Regions from separate parts of the Mus musculus genome. Here regions 2, 3, 4 and 5 are each linked to region 1. A link is a contact called in public Hi-C and promoter capture Hi-C data. All regions are on one chromosome and are shown on one strand. Each heading gives the region's core, a stretch centred on a gene start, on an enhancer-like site or on the middle of the called end of the contact. The rest is flanking DNA. Distances are from core to core; before and after follow the strand shown. Region 1 holds the start of Ccdc136 (coiled-coil domain containing 136). Region 2 holds the start of Strip2 (striatin interacting protein 2). Region 3 holds the start of 1700095J07Rik (RIKEN cDNA 1700095J07 gene). Region 4 overlaps Nrf1 (nuclear respiratory factor 1). Region 5 overlaps Strip2 (striatin interacting protein 2).

What was found. Promoter capture Hi-C pulls out the DNA fragments that hold promoters and counts their contacts. Hi-C and Micro-C count contacts between places; a contact is called where the count stands out from the background.
Region 2: a contact with region 1 is called in a promoter capture Hi-C map of liver, with 6 times the contacts expected there. The contact joins the promoter of Strip2 here to the promoter of Ccdc136 in region 1. A contact is called at or near these places in 6 of 39 promoter capture datasets (the 3T3-L1 cell line, hippocampal neurons, liver and 2 more) and 1 of 115 datasets of contacts at active chromatin or transcription factors (embryonic stem cells).
Region 3: a contact with region 1 is called in a promoter capture Hi-C map of liver, with 5 times the contacts expected there. The contact joins the promoter of 1700095J07Rik here to the promoter of Ccdc136 in region 1. A contact is called at or near these places in 13 of 39 promoter capture datasets (the 3T3-L1 cell line, HPC-7-derived erythroid cells, cranial neural crest and 7 more) and 1 of 115 datasets of contacts at active chromatin or transcription factors (pancreatic cancer cells).
Region 4: a Hi-C map of cortical neurons shows a contact between it and region 1, with 4 times the contacts expected there. The contact joins the enhancer-like site here to the promoter of Ccdc136 in region 1. A contact is called at or near these places in 4 of 39 promoter capture datasets (the 3T3-L1 cell line, hippocampal neurons and liver), 2 of 484 Hi-C or Micro-C datasets (both in cortical neurons), 2 of 115 datasets of contacts at active chromatin or transcription factors (astrocytes and pancreatic cancer cells) and 2 of 9 other capture datasets (adipose tissue and liver).
Region 5: a contact with region 1 is called in a promoter capture Hi-C map of 3T3-L1-derived adipocytes, with 2.6 times the contacts expected there. The contact joins the enhancer-like site here to the promoter of Ccdc136 in region 1. A contact is called at or near these places in 7 of 39 promoter capture datasets (the 3T3-L1 cell line, 3T3-L1-derived adipocytes, the C10 cell line and 4 more), 2 of 484 Hi-C or Micro-C datasets (both in cortical neurons) and 1 of 9 other capture datasets (pancreatic islet).

Annotation. Positions count from the first base shown.
Region 1 is chr6:29,395,215-29,398,027 of GRCm38.p6, forward strand. It overlaps Ccdc136 (coiled-coil domain containing 136), which reads left to right and starts at 1,361. Exons shown (of 18, transcript NM_001347071.1): 1 at 1,361-1,528; 2 at 2,265-2,372. The coding sequence starts at 1,471.
Region 2 is chr6:29,915,596-29,918,295 of GRCm38.p6, forward strand. It overlaps Strip2 (striatin interacting protein 2), which reads left to right and starts at 1,418. Exons shown (of 21, transcript NM_177204.3): 1 at 1,418-1,635. The coding sequence starts at 1,480.
Region 3 is chr6:30,303,346-30,306,045 of GRCm38.p6, forward strand. It overlaps 1700095J07Rik (RIKEN cDNA 1700095J07 gene), which reads left to right and starts at 1,270. Exons shown (of 2, transcript NR_166056.1): 1 at 1,270-1,744. It overlaps Ube2h (ubiquitin-conjugating enzyme E2H), which reads right to left and starts at 1,194. Exons shown (of 7, transcript NM_009459.3): 1 at 707-1,194. The coding sequence starts at 759.
Region 4 is chr6:30,077,667-30,080,366 of GRCm38.p6, forward strand. The region is part of intron 1 of Nrf1 (nuclear respiratory factor 1); the gene reads left to right. Among named protein-coding and RNA genes, the nearest start is that of Nrf1, 31 kb to the left of the region's middle. Within about 2 kb of position 1,450, at least 21 of the 459 cell types and tissues checked have an H3K27ac peak or open chromatin away from gene starts, as enhancers often do. A contact at or near this core is called in cortical neurons, where this site is marked.
Region 5 is chr6:29,939,174-29,941,888 of GRCm38.p6, forward strand. It overlaps Strip2 (striatin interacting protein 2), which reads left to right. Exons shown (of 21, transcript NM_177204.3): 17 at 2,666-2,715. Among named protein-coding and RNA genes, the nearest start is that of Strip2, 24 kb to the left of the region's middle. Within about 2 kb of position 1,413, at least 36 of the 459 cell types and tissues checked have an H3K27ac peak or open chromatin away from gene starts, as enhancers often do. A contact at or near this core is called in 3T3-L1-derived adipocytes, where this site is marked.

The sequences.
Region 1 (2,813 bases), core at 111-2,610:
TGTAGCCTTGGCTGTCCTGGAACTAACTCGGTAGACCAGGCTGGCTTCTAAATCATATAGATCCGCCTGCCTCTGACTCCCAGGTGCTGGGATTAAAGGTGTGAGCCATCACTGCCTGGCAGACATCATTGTTAATAGGGAACGTGAGTTTAAATTCATGAGTTAAAAATCTGGGATAAATGATGAAGGCGTTGTTAACTTAGTCGGAAGCTCCATGTTACTCATTTACTCCATGAGTCAGGTACTTTGATACTGAAGATACAAAGATAACTAGGATACTTCCCAACCTTAACAGCAGGCAATACTCTGATGCTGCCCAGAGGGTCAGAAGAGCACAGCAGGAGAGTCTAAAAAAAGGAAGGGATGGGGTGTCTGGAGAGTAACTCTCAACACAATGCTGAAATTACTGATAAGCCTGAGATGTGCAGGGAATTGCTTCATTCCTGAGGAACATGGAGGGCTTGAGAGCCCAGTAGCCTGGGGAGTTGAACCCAGCCAAGCCATGCCCAAACTTTAGGAGTGAGAATACATGAGAAAGAACTGGTGTGAGGTACCAAGCTTAGAAATCTCTCCACGATTATAACTCGGGGAGCAGATTCCTGAGTATCCACTTCTGACCTAAATGAGACCTGCTGAGATGTCAAATCTGCCTCAAGACCAAGTTCATCTCTTGAATAAATAGATGAAAAGTTGAAAAAAAGCTTCGTGGTTTCCCACATTTCTTGTTACAGGGAACATCAATGATGCCCACACTGCACAGGTCACAGAGGGCGTGGCTCAAAGGGCTGGGAAGAAAGAGGGACTTGGTACACTGGGAGGAGAGCTCTGGCTGGGTGGGATTTCGGGGAAAGCAGTGATGTACCACCACCTAGCACTTGGCACATGCAGGTCTCAACTATCCGCCAGCCCTGCAGTAGCTCTGGGGCGCTTGAGGCTACCCGGAGGGATGGGTTCTGTGGACTGCGGGGATGGGGACGCTGGCTCTGTGTGGGAACCAAGGAAGTGCGCGTGTGTTTGCGCATCTGCAGGAAACAGTCCATCCCCCCCCACCCCCACCCCCCCCCCGGTTCTATCATCCGTCAAGACTAGCCCCTGAGGTCCCTAGGCGTGGCGGACCCAGGGTGGGTTCTGCAGCCAGAACCAAGCCATGCTAGCACTCCTTGGGCGCATCCTCAAGACCCGGTAGCTCACGTCCGCTTTTCAGGCGCAGCAGACCTGAAGCTGCCTCGGACGAGCCTGGGGCACTTTAGTGACGTGTTTTGAACCTCTTTTGCTGGTCCTCACTGGGTCTGGAGCCGGGGACTGGGGGAGGGTTTCCGGGCGGCCACAGGCGGGCACTCGCGTCAGGTGGCCAGGCCAGGCCCCGCCCTCTCGGCCCGCCCTCTCTCCTCCCTGCGCACCGGGCTCCCGGTCCCCGGCCCGGAGGCTGCGGCTTCTGCTCGGGAGGCGGCGGCGGCGGCGGGAGCAGCCATGGAGGCAGGCGGCGGGGCCGGCGCGGGAGCCGCGGGCTGGAGCTGCCCTGGCCCAGGTCAGAGCGGCCTCTCTCTCAGCTCCCTATGCTCCTTCCCCCTACGGCTCTCCTTCCTTCTGACCCCCAGGTGCTCCTGGTACTGAGTCGGCTCCCTTCACCCTGGCCTCCACCGGATACTGCTCTCCATCTTTCGACCTGGGTTGTCCCTTCCCAGCGGTCACTCCCCAAGCGCTCCCCAGTTAGTCTCTCCAGCCCGATTGTGTTTCCAGCTCACGAGGGGGGCGGGGGAGTTGTCTCTAGAGCCTGCACCCTTCTAGTTCATCAAAGCTCTTGACCACCGGGAGAGGGTGGGGTGGGCGAGGTTTGGTGAGGGAGGGAAGGGGAGAGAAAGAGAAACGGCCTAGTTTAGAGCCCCTTCTCTCCTCTCCTGAGCCGGCCACCCCTCCCTTCTCTGCTTTGCTATATAGGATCCTCCCAAAACCTTCTTTCCTAGTTCCCACCCTACCCCTCTTCTTATGCCCCAAGCTAAACAAACACTCACCCTCTTCTGTCTGAGCGAGGGAGAGGAGCCGGGAACAGGGGTGCTGAGGTTGGGCCGCGCCGGACTGGGGTCCCCTCCATAGGCATGAGAGGTGGCTGAGGGAATAGAATCACAGAGCTGGGCAGAGTGAGTCAGGCTTCTCCAGTGTGATTGCAAATTCCGGGGCTCCCATATAAGAATGCACGTCCCTTTCTTTCCCCTCAGCCCCAGGCCCCTCTATTCCTACAGTTCTTACTTTCTCCCGGCTCACAGGACCCACAGTAACCACTTTAGGCTCCTATGAGGTATCTGAGGGTTGTGAGAGGAAGAAAGGCCAACGCTGGGGGTCTCTGGAGCGCCGTGGGATGCAAGCTATGGACGGTGAGTTTTCTGAAAAAGGCTTTCTATCGCCCTACTCCGTAGCTCCCTTCTTCCTTCCCTGACCCCAGAACTCTGAGCCAGAACAGGGCCCTCCCCTCACTTCATCTCAGGCCCCTCCTCCCTGGTGGCTGAGCTCCAAGCCTCCCCTGGGCTCAGGCATTGTGGGAAGTTTGGGCACATCCCTTTGGGGCGCCAATCACCCAGCTAACCAGGTTGTGTGTCCCGGGAAGCTGCCAGACAGAGAGAGGCCCTGCTCAACCCAGCCTGGAAACAGGCTTTCGGCAGGGGGCTTGTTCTTCTCACTGCCTGCTGACCCAGATCCCAAGCTGTCTCTTATTTTTAAAAGCCAGGACATGGGCATGAGAACTGTCTATCTGATGCCACCACCGTCAACTCTGAATGGAACCCTGCAGCTTTAGTAAGAACGTGCTTAGGAGAGGG
Region 2 (2,700 bases), core at 168-2,667, 520 kb after region 1:
TCTTGGCTGATGGTTGATGTGGAAGGGCCTGGCTCACTGTAAGCAGTTGTATTAAAAAGCGAGGAGGGACAAGCCAGAAAGCACAGTTCCTGCTTCCCTAGGTAATGAGCTGTAGGCTATCAGATGAAACAAACCCTCTCTTACCCAAGTTACTTTTGGTCATGGATTTTTATCACAGCAATTGAAACGCCAAGACTGAAGTAAACCAAGTGAACGGAAGTTTCTTCTATAGAGCAGCATACTTACCACACTGAGACAAGACTTAATGTAATCCTTGGGTGTTCTCTGTGCTTCAGAATTTCCTCATCAATAAAAACTGGATTCGTAAAAAATAACCTGTCCGGAAGAGGTGTGGTACCAAGAAAACACATACAACGCTTGGCACAGTCCCAACTCAATGATCCTTTCACTGTCTTAAAGTCATGGGTTACCATAGCGATTTGGTCCCTCCCATTCCCTTCATCCATTGTCAAGCCAGACCTGCCAATATATTTAAATTGTATTCGGGAGAGAGCCGAATCCACAGCCTTCAACTACCCGGTTACCTTCTGGTTACTTTTAGCTCTTAGGGCGTAGGATTTTTTTTTCTTTTCAATTTAAATATTTATTTGTTTGTATATGGGAATCGGGGAGGACACCAGGAGCATGTGTGGAGGTCTGGTGTCAAAGGACAACTTTTGGCTGTTCATTCTCTCCTTCCACCAAGTGAGGACCCGGGGATCGAACTCAACATCTTAGACTTAGATTAGGATTGTTTTAGAAATGGGAAGGAAAGAGCAGCGGGTGAGGGTGGGAGCTTGCCATCTATTCGCACCAAAAAGAAGGCGCCCACACAGCTAGGGACAAATGACAGGGAGCAGCCCTCAGGGATTTCAGTTAGGTCCCTCCCCGCAACTCTCATTCTCTCCTCCAAGAGTTCTCTTCCGAAAGCTTCCTGAGAGGGTAAGTTTATGGTGTGGTGGCTCAGGTTATCCTGAAGGCCAAGCCCTTTCTGCGACAAAGCGGGATGTCACAGGCGTGCAGCAGCCTGGATGAGGGGGTCCGGGTCTAGTACCGCCGAAACGTAGGCACTTTGGACCAGGGATGGACTAGGGCTCTCAGGAAAAGGCTGCTATGTGGGACAGGAACAGCACTGAAAAGAGCATGCAGCACGGAGCTAAGCCGCCTTGCGCTCAGGGTTCAGAATTCGAATCGTGGAGCTGGACGTGGAGTCTACTAGTCCCAGGCTACCAGCAACTGAGCAGTAAAAATGCCGGGGGTCCATGGGGAAAATATTCCTTGAAAGAGCCCCCGCCTCTGGATGGCTGATTAGCCAATCGCATCTCGGGGCGGGGCCTCGGAGAGTAGTTACAGCCAATCGGAGTTCAGGGGGCGGGGCCTGGTCCCGGGCGCGCGCTGTGGCGGGGTCGCCCTGGGCAGAGATCTTGGAGCTACGGTAGGGAGCCGCTGAGGCGAACCGCTGAAGGGAACCTTCCCAGCATGGACGACCCCGCGGCACCGGGGCCCGCCGGCTCTCCTGCTAATGACAACGGCAACGGGAACGGCAATGGGAACGGGAACGGCAACGGCGGCAAAGGGAAGCCGGCCGTGCCCAAGGGCAGGGAAACGTTCCGCAACCAGCGGCGGGAGTCGGAGGTGAGGAACCCGGAGGTATCCGCCAGCGGGAAGCGGCGGCTGAGGTGGAGCGGCCCTCAGCCCGGTCCCTTCCCGCTGCGGGTCGCCCGCTTTCTTGCCTTGGCCTGCGGTTTTCCTAACCGGCGCGAAGAGCGTAACAGATACTTTCCAGATACTTGACAGCTGCCGCCCGGTGAAGCCGGAATTTGGATCCCGGTGTACCGATGGGGAACCAGCGCATAGAGGTGCAGGGACTGGACGGAGGGGCGGGAGCCCGAGCTCTGCCGCGGGAGGGGAGGGTGGGCTGGCGGGCAGCACGCCCTCCCTCTTCACACTGCAGCAACTGGCACTGGACTGGACCAGACCAGCCTGGAGCACCAGCCTTCCCCTTGCTATATCTCCTGCCCTCGGGTGATGGCGGTGGCTTAGGGAGCGCCTTCCGCGAACAGCTCGCCCCTTTTCTAGGAGGGTTGAAAGACAGGATTCAAGCTGGGATAGGACCAGGGCGACGTTTGAGAGTAGCAGTCCCAGGATGCAGCTAATGGGATGGCTATTTAAATATCTTCCACCTTTTCTTAGGAAAAAAACAAAACCAAAACCAAAAAAAACTAACTTGGGACATGGAAAGGAATGAATTATTATTATTCCCCTACATTTTATCTAGCCATATTCCATCTATCAACCAAGAGCAAAACTGCATACAAGCAGGGACTCAGGGGGAACGAAATGTATGTGGAAGGGGATGTGAAGGTCATCTGGTTTAGCCTTTATTTGATTCGATTTCATCTGGATTTAATTATTTGAGACAGCCCATGGCAACGTCTATTGACAACTTGCCCTGGCTGGGCTTGAACTCACTGTGTAACTGAGGAGAGCTTTGATCCTCCTGCCTCTGTTTTTCAGGTGTTAGGATTACAAAATATGCTACCACAGTGAGCCTAACCTTTCATTTTACTACGTAGAAGCCACGGAGTTGGGGGGATGTGGCTCAGTGATGGAGTGCTTGTGTAGCTTACACAAGACTCTAAATTGATCCCCAGCAGCAGAAAAGGGGTCTGGTCATCTAGAGACAAAAGGTAAAAGAGA
Region 3 (2,700 bases), core at 20-2,519, 910 kb after region 1:
GGCCTGCCTGCTAAGAGGGCCTGGGGGTCCTCACTGCATGCACTATGAGTGGGATAGGCTTTGTGAGTAGAAAGAAAAACAGGAAGGTTCTCCAGACCAGAAGGCTTAACAGGAGTGTCTGATTTAAAACACACGGAGCTCTTTATTACAAGAGGGGGCCCTGGGCAGGCTACTCTCTTCCTAATATAGAAAGGAATTAGGGATAAAGAAGGTTGCTTGAGTTACCCCAGTTTAAGCAGCACTGTGACTGGAAGGAACAGGGACACCCGAGAGAGAGAGAAAGAGAGAGAGAGAGAAAGGCTTCCCTCTCAGGAATTTCTATAATGAACCCATAAACCCAAAGCTAGCAAACAGGAAGCAAAGACCCTGAAGATGAGCTCCCGGTGACGAAGGAGGCGTCTAGTTATACCCCCACACACACCCCTAAGAAAGGGCCGTCTTAGGAATCCAAACGTCGTAGAGGGAAAGTCAGGGGCTGGGGGTGGGGGGGGAGTGCAAGGAAGGCGAAGAACAACGCACATCTCGGGGGGCTGCAGATAAAGGGGGACTGAAAAAGCCCTCGGCTCCGGGGAGGTGCCAAGGGGCCGCCGTAGGCACTGGGGGAGGGAGGGGAGGCGCGGCCAGTGGCCTGGAGTGCCCCGGAGCCCTCGAGTGGGCACCCCCACCCGCCCCACACGCAGTCCGAATTCCCCTCCATGAAGGATACAGCTTGACTACGTCCGTGTCCATCCGCCTCTTGCCGGGACTGGGGGATGACATGGTGTCGCCGCTGCCGCTGCCTCCCCGTCGCCTGCGCCGCCGCCGCCTCTCTCCCCTCCTTGGCCCGTCTGTCACGGGCTCCGGGCCCAGCTCGCAGGGCCCCGCGGCCTCGCCGGCTCCTCGGCCGAGGTGGCAACACCCGCGCGGTCCCGTGGGGTCCGCTCAGCCGCCGCCCCCCGCACGGGGGAACACCGGGCACTGCCCCGCCGAGTGGGGGCGGGGACCGAGGCGCCCGCTCGGGCTGCCCTCCGACTGAGGCTCCGCCGCGGCCCGGGCTGCCGCTGCTCCGCGCCGTGCGCCGCTCCCTCCCGCCTGCGCTAGCTCGTTCGCCTGCCCGCCCGCTCGCTCACGCTCTCGCCAGCTCCCAGCTGCTTCCTCCACAAGCCGACGACTCCAGCTCGGTCGGCCTCTCTACCCTAGCCTCGCTCTAGGCGCCGTGATGTCACCTCTGTGACGTCATCTGAGGGGCGGGGCGCCGGTGGGAGGGGAGGAGCATCGTCGTCGCGGTGTAAGCTTGTCAGGGGAGTTCTGGGAGATGTAGTTCCTCTTTCTCCTGCCATCGTGCATTCCCTCCGCCCCCTCCCCCAACCTCCTCACACACTTCATCGATCAACTGCCAGTGTCGTTACCATCAACATAAACGACGGTAGTAAATAATGGCAGTATGATTACATTCATACTTTATGTACCACCCTCTCAACAGTGCTGCAAAGGCTGTTTGGATATGGAGGAGGCCAAAGTGGCAATTACTCAGACTGGCGTCCAAATCTGGAAATTCCCACACCAGCATGTTCTCTCCACTCTGCTCCCTCTTCAGAGGGAATTGGTTTGCAGGGATTTAGACTACAGTAAGGCTTCCCCAGAGCTTGCAAACAGGGTTCATTTACCCTCTATGCAAACAAGGTCAACAACTCCGGAACTGCAGTAGAAGCAGCAAAGAACAGAAATAATTTGATACTAACATCCTCATTCTACAGAATTTGAGGTAAGTTGAGGTCCTTTTTAAAATCACAAAGGTGACTGATAGAAGCACCCTAAATAAGTTATAATGCAGAACAAAGACACAGTTCTGCCCTCTGAACTCCTATATCAGTTCATGACTCTGAGGATACAGTGTAGATGAAGATGAAATTTACACAGCTCTCCCAGAATGGACCAGAGTGTCAGCATCATTTGAGAACTAGGAAGGAATGCCTCTAGAAGGGCCTTAGGCCTACTCAATTAACATATGCAGTTGAACTAAGTTCTCAGACAGTTCCCTGAACAGTGAAGTCTGAGATATACTGCTCTACAGGGCTCAAAAGTACTGTAAACCTAAGGAGCAACAAGGTAAAAGAGGCAGAATAGTGCCAAGTATCCTCAAAAGCTTTATCTATTGTCTTTTCTCTATGACACACACTTGGACTTTGTCAGGTCAGGTACTGAGGGCTAAATTGAAGATCATTTGCTCCTATCTTTCTACCCTTCAAAATGCCAGCTATTTTTTTTTTTTTAGTTGTAACATACATATAAAATATACAATGTTAACCATATTTAAATATTCAATGCAACAGCAAAAAACCATTAAATATTGTGCAAGTATGACTAGTGCTCATTTCCTGAACCTTTTCATCAATCCAGACAGAAATCATGTGCCCTTAAAAGAATAACCCCTCCTCCCCATCCCACCAGCCCCTGGTAACTTCCACTCTATGTTCTGGGGAGAAAAAAAGACTATCCATTGCTTTCTCCTAGGAGAAATCTGTCAGCAGACGGGTATGAAAAGACTTCTAGCCACCTTTATCTGATCACTTCATTGAAGGAAGAAAACAAAACAAAACAAGATTTGTCTTTCTCACTGTCTGCACCAGACTCCCTAGGGTGTTATTGCCCCTACCAGCTTTCCTAGAGTGGCTCCCCCAGCCTCCTTTGCCTGATTACCTCCCTCCCCTGTGCTAAGAC
Region 4 (2,700 bases), core at 200-2,699, 680 kb after region 1:
TGGGGTGTGTCAGAGAACATGTGTTATTTCTATAAGAAGATATTGTTTAAAATAAAAATAGAAAGTGAGAGTTGAGGGTCACAGTTTTTCTCAGAATATGCACTCTAAAGTGATATTATAATGTCTTACAAGAACTCATATTTGTTGAATGAATGAATGAATGAATGAATAAGGGATTGAATTGCAGATTCCAGATGAATGAATGGCATTGGCATTTATAATATCTCTAACTCTAATCTATAACTCCCATGGTTTTTTTGTGTGGCTTATGTACTTGTTCATGTATATTTGCACATGCTCGTAGGTACACATGCATTTGCATACGCGTGTACACACTTGTGTAGGTGTGCACACACGCCTGTGGGTGTGGTCCCAAAGTTGACTTTGGGTGCCTTCCTGCATTGCTCCCCTTACTTTTTGAGATAGGGAATCTTATTAAACATGGATCTCATCCATCGGGGAAGGCTGACTGGCCAGAGAGCTTCAGGGATTCCCAACTCCAGAGCTCCACTCCTCTAAGACCCTATCCTTGTCCCCAGGACTGGGATCATAGTCACAGGTGCTGCCTGCCACGCCCACTTGTATGTGGGTGGGTGGGTTTCAGTTCCTACAGCAAGCAGTGTACTAATTGAGCTAACCTCCTAATTTTATGCAGAAAAGAACTCATTGGCTCAGTTATCTCAATTTAGATCTCACATTTGTTTTTGTTTTTGTTTTTCTGGTTGTGTGTATGTGTGTGTTGTGTGTTTTTAATGTTTTTATTATTATTATTATTTATTTATTATATGTAAGTACACTGTAGCTGTCTTCAGACACTCCAGAAGAGGGAGTCAGATCTCCAGATGGTTGTGAGCGACCATGTGGTTGCTGGGATTTGAACTCCGGACCTTTGGAAGAGCAGTCGGGGGCTCTTACCCACCGAGCCATCTCACCAGCCCCCAGTTATCTCAATTTAAAGTCATGACAGTATCATTGAGCCTATACCTACAACCCAGCACAGGGGTGTGGAGTCAGCAAGGTCTGGTGCTCAAGGTTAGCTACTGAGTACAAGGCCAGCTTGTTTTATGTAGTGACACTCCCCAAAGAGGTTGCTGTGGTAGCTCATGCCTTTCTTTAATCCCAGCACCCAAGAGACAGAGAGGCAGGTGGATTTCTGTGTGTTCGAGGCAGGCCTGGTCTGCATAGTGAGTTCCAGGACAGCCAGAGCTACATAGTGAGACTGTGTCTCAAAAAAACAAACAAACAAAAACGACAACAACAAAAAAACTAACAAAACAACAAAGAACCAATGAGGGAGAGAGAGAGAGAGAGAGAGAGAGAGAAGAAAATTCATGCATTGAACTGTTTTTCAGAAATTAGGAAACAGCTTTCCGTGAGTGTTGATTGTATGGTGACAGATCCAGCAGAATTAAGGGAGGCCTGCCCCAGAAGCAGCCAGGCCACAATGCTATTTCACAGTGTACGGGGTCTGAATAAAAGTGGCCTTTGTGCTGGTCTCAGACTGAGGGGCGGTGCTTGTGGCCATTTATGTTATTTCTCCTTAATGGAAATTGAGGCAGCCTTTAATCCTGCTATCACATGACAGCTATTTATTTGATTTTTGGTAATTTGGGAGCAGCTGCAGACAAACAATTATTCTACAAAAAGAGCCAAGCAGCTGTATTCAGACCCAGTCACCAAGTGGTTGGTTAATCACACCAAACTTCCCCTCTACAGCCTTCCCAAAACAGGTATAGCTTTAGCCACTCGCCTGCCTTTTAAGCATTTATGTGTTTGAAATGTATTTTCTTTTCCTTCTTTCCCTACTTCCCTCCCTCCCTCCCTCCCTCCCTCCCTCCCTCCCTCCCTCCCTTCTTCCCTTCCTCCCTTCCTCCCTACCCCTGCCTCTCTTGAGACAGGGTCTTACTATGTATCCTTGACTGGCCTGGAACTTACCGTGCTTGCCGACCAAGCTGGAAGAGCCAGAGTAGCTAGCTGTGTTGGACTCAGTCACCAAGTGATTGCTCATACTTCCCTTCCATAGCCTTCTAAACAAGGCATAGAAAGCTTTGGCGACCCATGTTTATTTCCCTTTCTATCTTTTTCTTGAAGCAGGGTCTTACTATGTAGCTCTAGCTGGTTGGAACTCATAGAGATCTACATGCCTTTGCCTCCTGAGGGCTGGTATTAAAGGCCTGTGCTACGCACTGTACTTGACAAAAAATACATCTTCCTAATTCTTTTTATCATTGTCACCTATTTCATTGGGGGTTCTGTGCCAGATACTGGCTGTAAGCGGTGCTGCAGTACTGAGAGTAGAAGAGTGCTTCCCCTCTGACAGGTGGGTGAGCATTAGCCACATTTTTGTGTAGTAAGTTGCTTAAAGAATCTGGTGTGAAAGATTGAACACAGAGGGCTGTGTTGGCTTTGGTTACAAACTCCCTCAGTGTCTGCTGTCTGGGTGTTCATTGTCACCTCTGTCCCATGCCATGTGCTTTCTCAAGCTGTAGCACTTTTCTGTCATTCTGGAGCCTAAAGACTGTGTCCTTCACACTGCCTGACAGCCCTGTCCTCACGGCGTTGCTTTACTTAGCCCTTGACGGTTCTTGCTAGAATGCGACTGTTCCTTTTTAAAAAATGGCACTGCCTACTTTCTTATTGACTCAGCCTTTCAGTAGGTACTTTAATAAAAGTTGTTATAGGGCCTAGAGAAATGAAACA
Region 5 (2,715 bases), core at 163-2,662, 540 kb after region 1:
AGGGACGCTACATTTCAAGCTCCAAGTATTCCTCATGCCATAGGGGCCACACAGGAAGTCTTGTACTGCTGTGTATTTTACTTGGCCTTTGTTTGTCCTGAATGAGAGAGTCCAGCTACTTGTGGCATGAGTGTATGGTGGGATATGGAGTGGGATGTGGGGAGCCATCCTAGAAAGATACAAAAGTCTATATTCTTTGTAAGTTAGCTCCAGGTCTGGCTAGGGATTCTTAAGAATACTCCTAGCTAGTTAGAATCAGTTCAGCCATTCAAGAAAGGTCCCTGGGCACATTGGCCATACTTGTCTGTAAGTGAAGCACTATTCTGAATCAGATCTAATTCTAAATGAGACACAGATCAGACTCTTACAAGCCACACAGTCTTGTAACAGATCCATAAACGCCCACTTGTAGAGTGGTGTGATACAGATAGGCACTGTTGAAATACCTAATCCAACCTGAGGTAGAGAAGAGTTGACTTTTAACCTAAGTCTCAGAGAAACAGATGTTAGCCAGGAAATGAGACTTATCAGGAAAGAGAAAACCCAGCTCAAGCAGAAAGTCCAATATGTGAAAGCTCAGAGGTGAAACAGCAGAGAGCTTTTGGAAACTAATTAAATGTTGCTGGAGTTCTGCCTCTGAGTGGGGTGATAGAGATGATCGGCTGATATGTGAAGCCACAGGGATCATCAGGGATCGTATATCTGATAACACATGATTATGAAATACCTATATTGTGCTTGACATCCAACAGAGCTTTTGTGAGCTTCTCACCTCTAGGAATCCTTATTTTATCCCTGGTTTTTTTTGGGGGGGGGGTGGGGACTGGTGGCATTTTTGGGTAATTTTTTTCTTTAGTTGTTATTGCTGGTTTGGTTTGGTTTTGAGACAGAGTCTCACTGTGTAGCTGTCCTGGAACTCATTATGTAGACTAGGATGGCCTCAAAGTCACAGAGATCCTCCTACCTCTGCCTTCTGAGACTGCACTCTGGTTTATCTCAAGTGGGGAGATTAGGGTTAAAGTCAAGACTTTGCTTTGCTTTCCCACAAAGGCATTGTTTGCCTTGGGCTGTAGGCATTACCAAGGTACAAGGACAAGATGCAGACAAGTGAATGGAAGCTTCTCCTTTAGAGAGCCTGGGAATATGGAACCCTTCTCATTTCTGCCCTGAGGCCTTACACCATTTTCCAACTAAGCACTCAAAATAAAGCCTGATAAAAGAAAGAGTCGTGTTCAGGGAAGGCCGGCACGGGCTGAGACTGTGGCTTTATCCTGTGTTTGCTGAGCAGCATCCACTAGGATGTGTTTCCCAGTGTTTCTCTTGAAGGGCAGTAGATAGATCTATAGCCAGACTGAGAGATGTCCTGAATGGCCGGGCCACAGTGTGTGTCAGCGTGGGGAAGTCCAGACAAAGCCTGAACAGAGCTCAGAGTTTTAAAACTTCCCACTTTCAGTAGTACGTATGTACTAGCTCCTTTATCTAGAACTTGGAAAATACTTTTGGGTGGCTTCCAGGGAGGAAATGCCAATTAGGAGAGAGAAGCAGTTATGACATAAGCTGACTCCCACCTCTAACCACATACTCGGGAACAGAAAGCAGCTTACCCTTCTGCCATGGCTACTTCTTGCAGATGACACAGAGATACAGTTTTAAAACACCATAGTTCTCTGCCTTTTCTACCTTGTTTCTGTACTGTCCCAGCATGCTTAGGCTCAGATTTGGAGGCATCCTTTGTTTCTGGTGTTCCTCCGTACATCATAAACAAAATCCAGGGTGACTAACTCTATACCTTTGTTCTTATTGCCACTTACCCCAGTAGGTCTCCCTGGACATGGACCCCATATGGATTTAAGAGAGCCAAATAGAAGCCCTAGTACTGGTATTTATCTCATCAAAGGCATCCTGGACTGGCTGAAGAGGCTCTTGTTCATTCATTCACTGACACATTGATAGTCTAAGTATTAGAAATAAGGCCCCGTACTGGACAGAGTACTGAAACCACATTCCAGTGGTTACTATGTGCTGTCTCCAGCTTGACTGATGCCAGCAGTTGCCAAGAGGTAGCGGCACCTGTCCCTGTATATCAGTCACAGCTGAAGCATTACAACCCAGACCTTGAGTATGGAAACCAGCTCCCTCAGGGAGGCTTTCTTTCCCACTGGGCTTAGGAAAAAAAGTCACAGCAATTCTTGCTTTTTTTTTTGTAGAGTATGCTTGTTGTTTTTTCTTTCTTTCTTGTATGTTTACTGTGTTTTTGATCAAAAGCTAGTAGCATCCACTGCAGATTATAAGATAGTCTGTAAGTAAGATAGGCTGGCTGAATGTGAGTATCCCCATTTCAGAGACTGACAGACTGATAAAACAATAGACAGTAGATATTCTTTTTTTTTTTTTTTTTTTTGGTTTTTCGAGACAATGTTTCTCTGTGTAGCCCTGGCTGTCCTGGAACTCACTTTGTAGACCAGGCTGGCCTCGAACTCAGAAATCTGCCTGCCTCTGCCTCCCGAGTGCTGGGATTAAAGACCTGCGCCACCACGTCCGGCGACAGTAGATATTCTTATGAGTGGATTTATATTTGTACTTTCCTGTCTTTTTTTTTTTCAAATACATGCTTCATATCTTCCCCCAAATAAGCAAACTTTTCTGCTTTGATCTTTTAATTCAGTTTGAATATGTATCACAACATTTAGTGTTTGCCAACTGCATCCCCTTGAT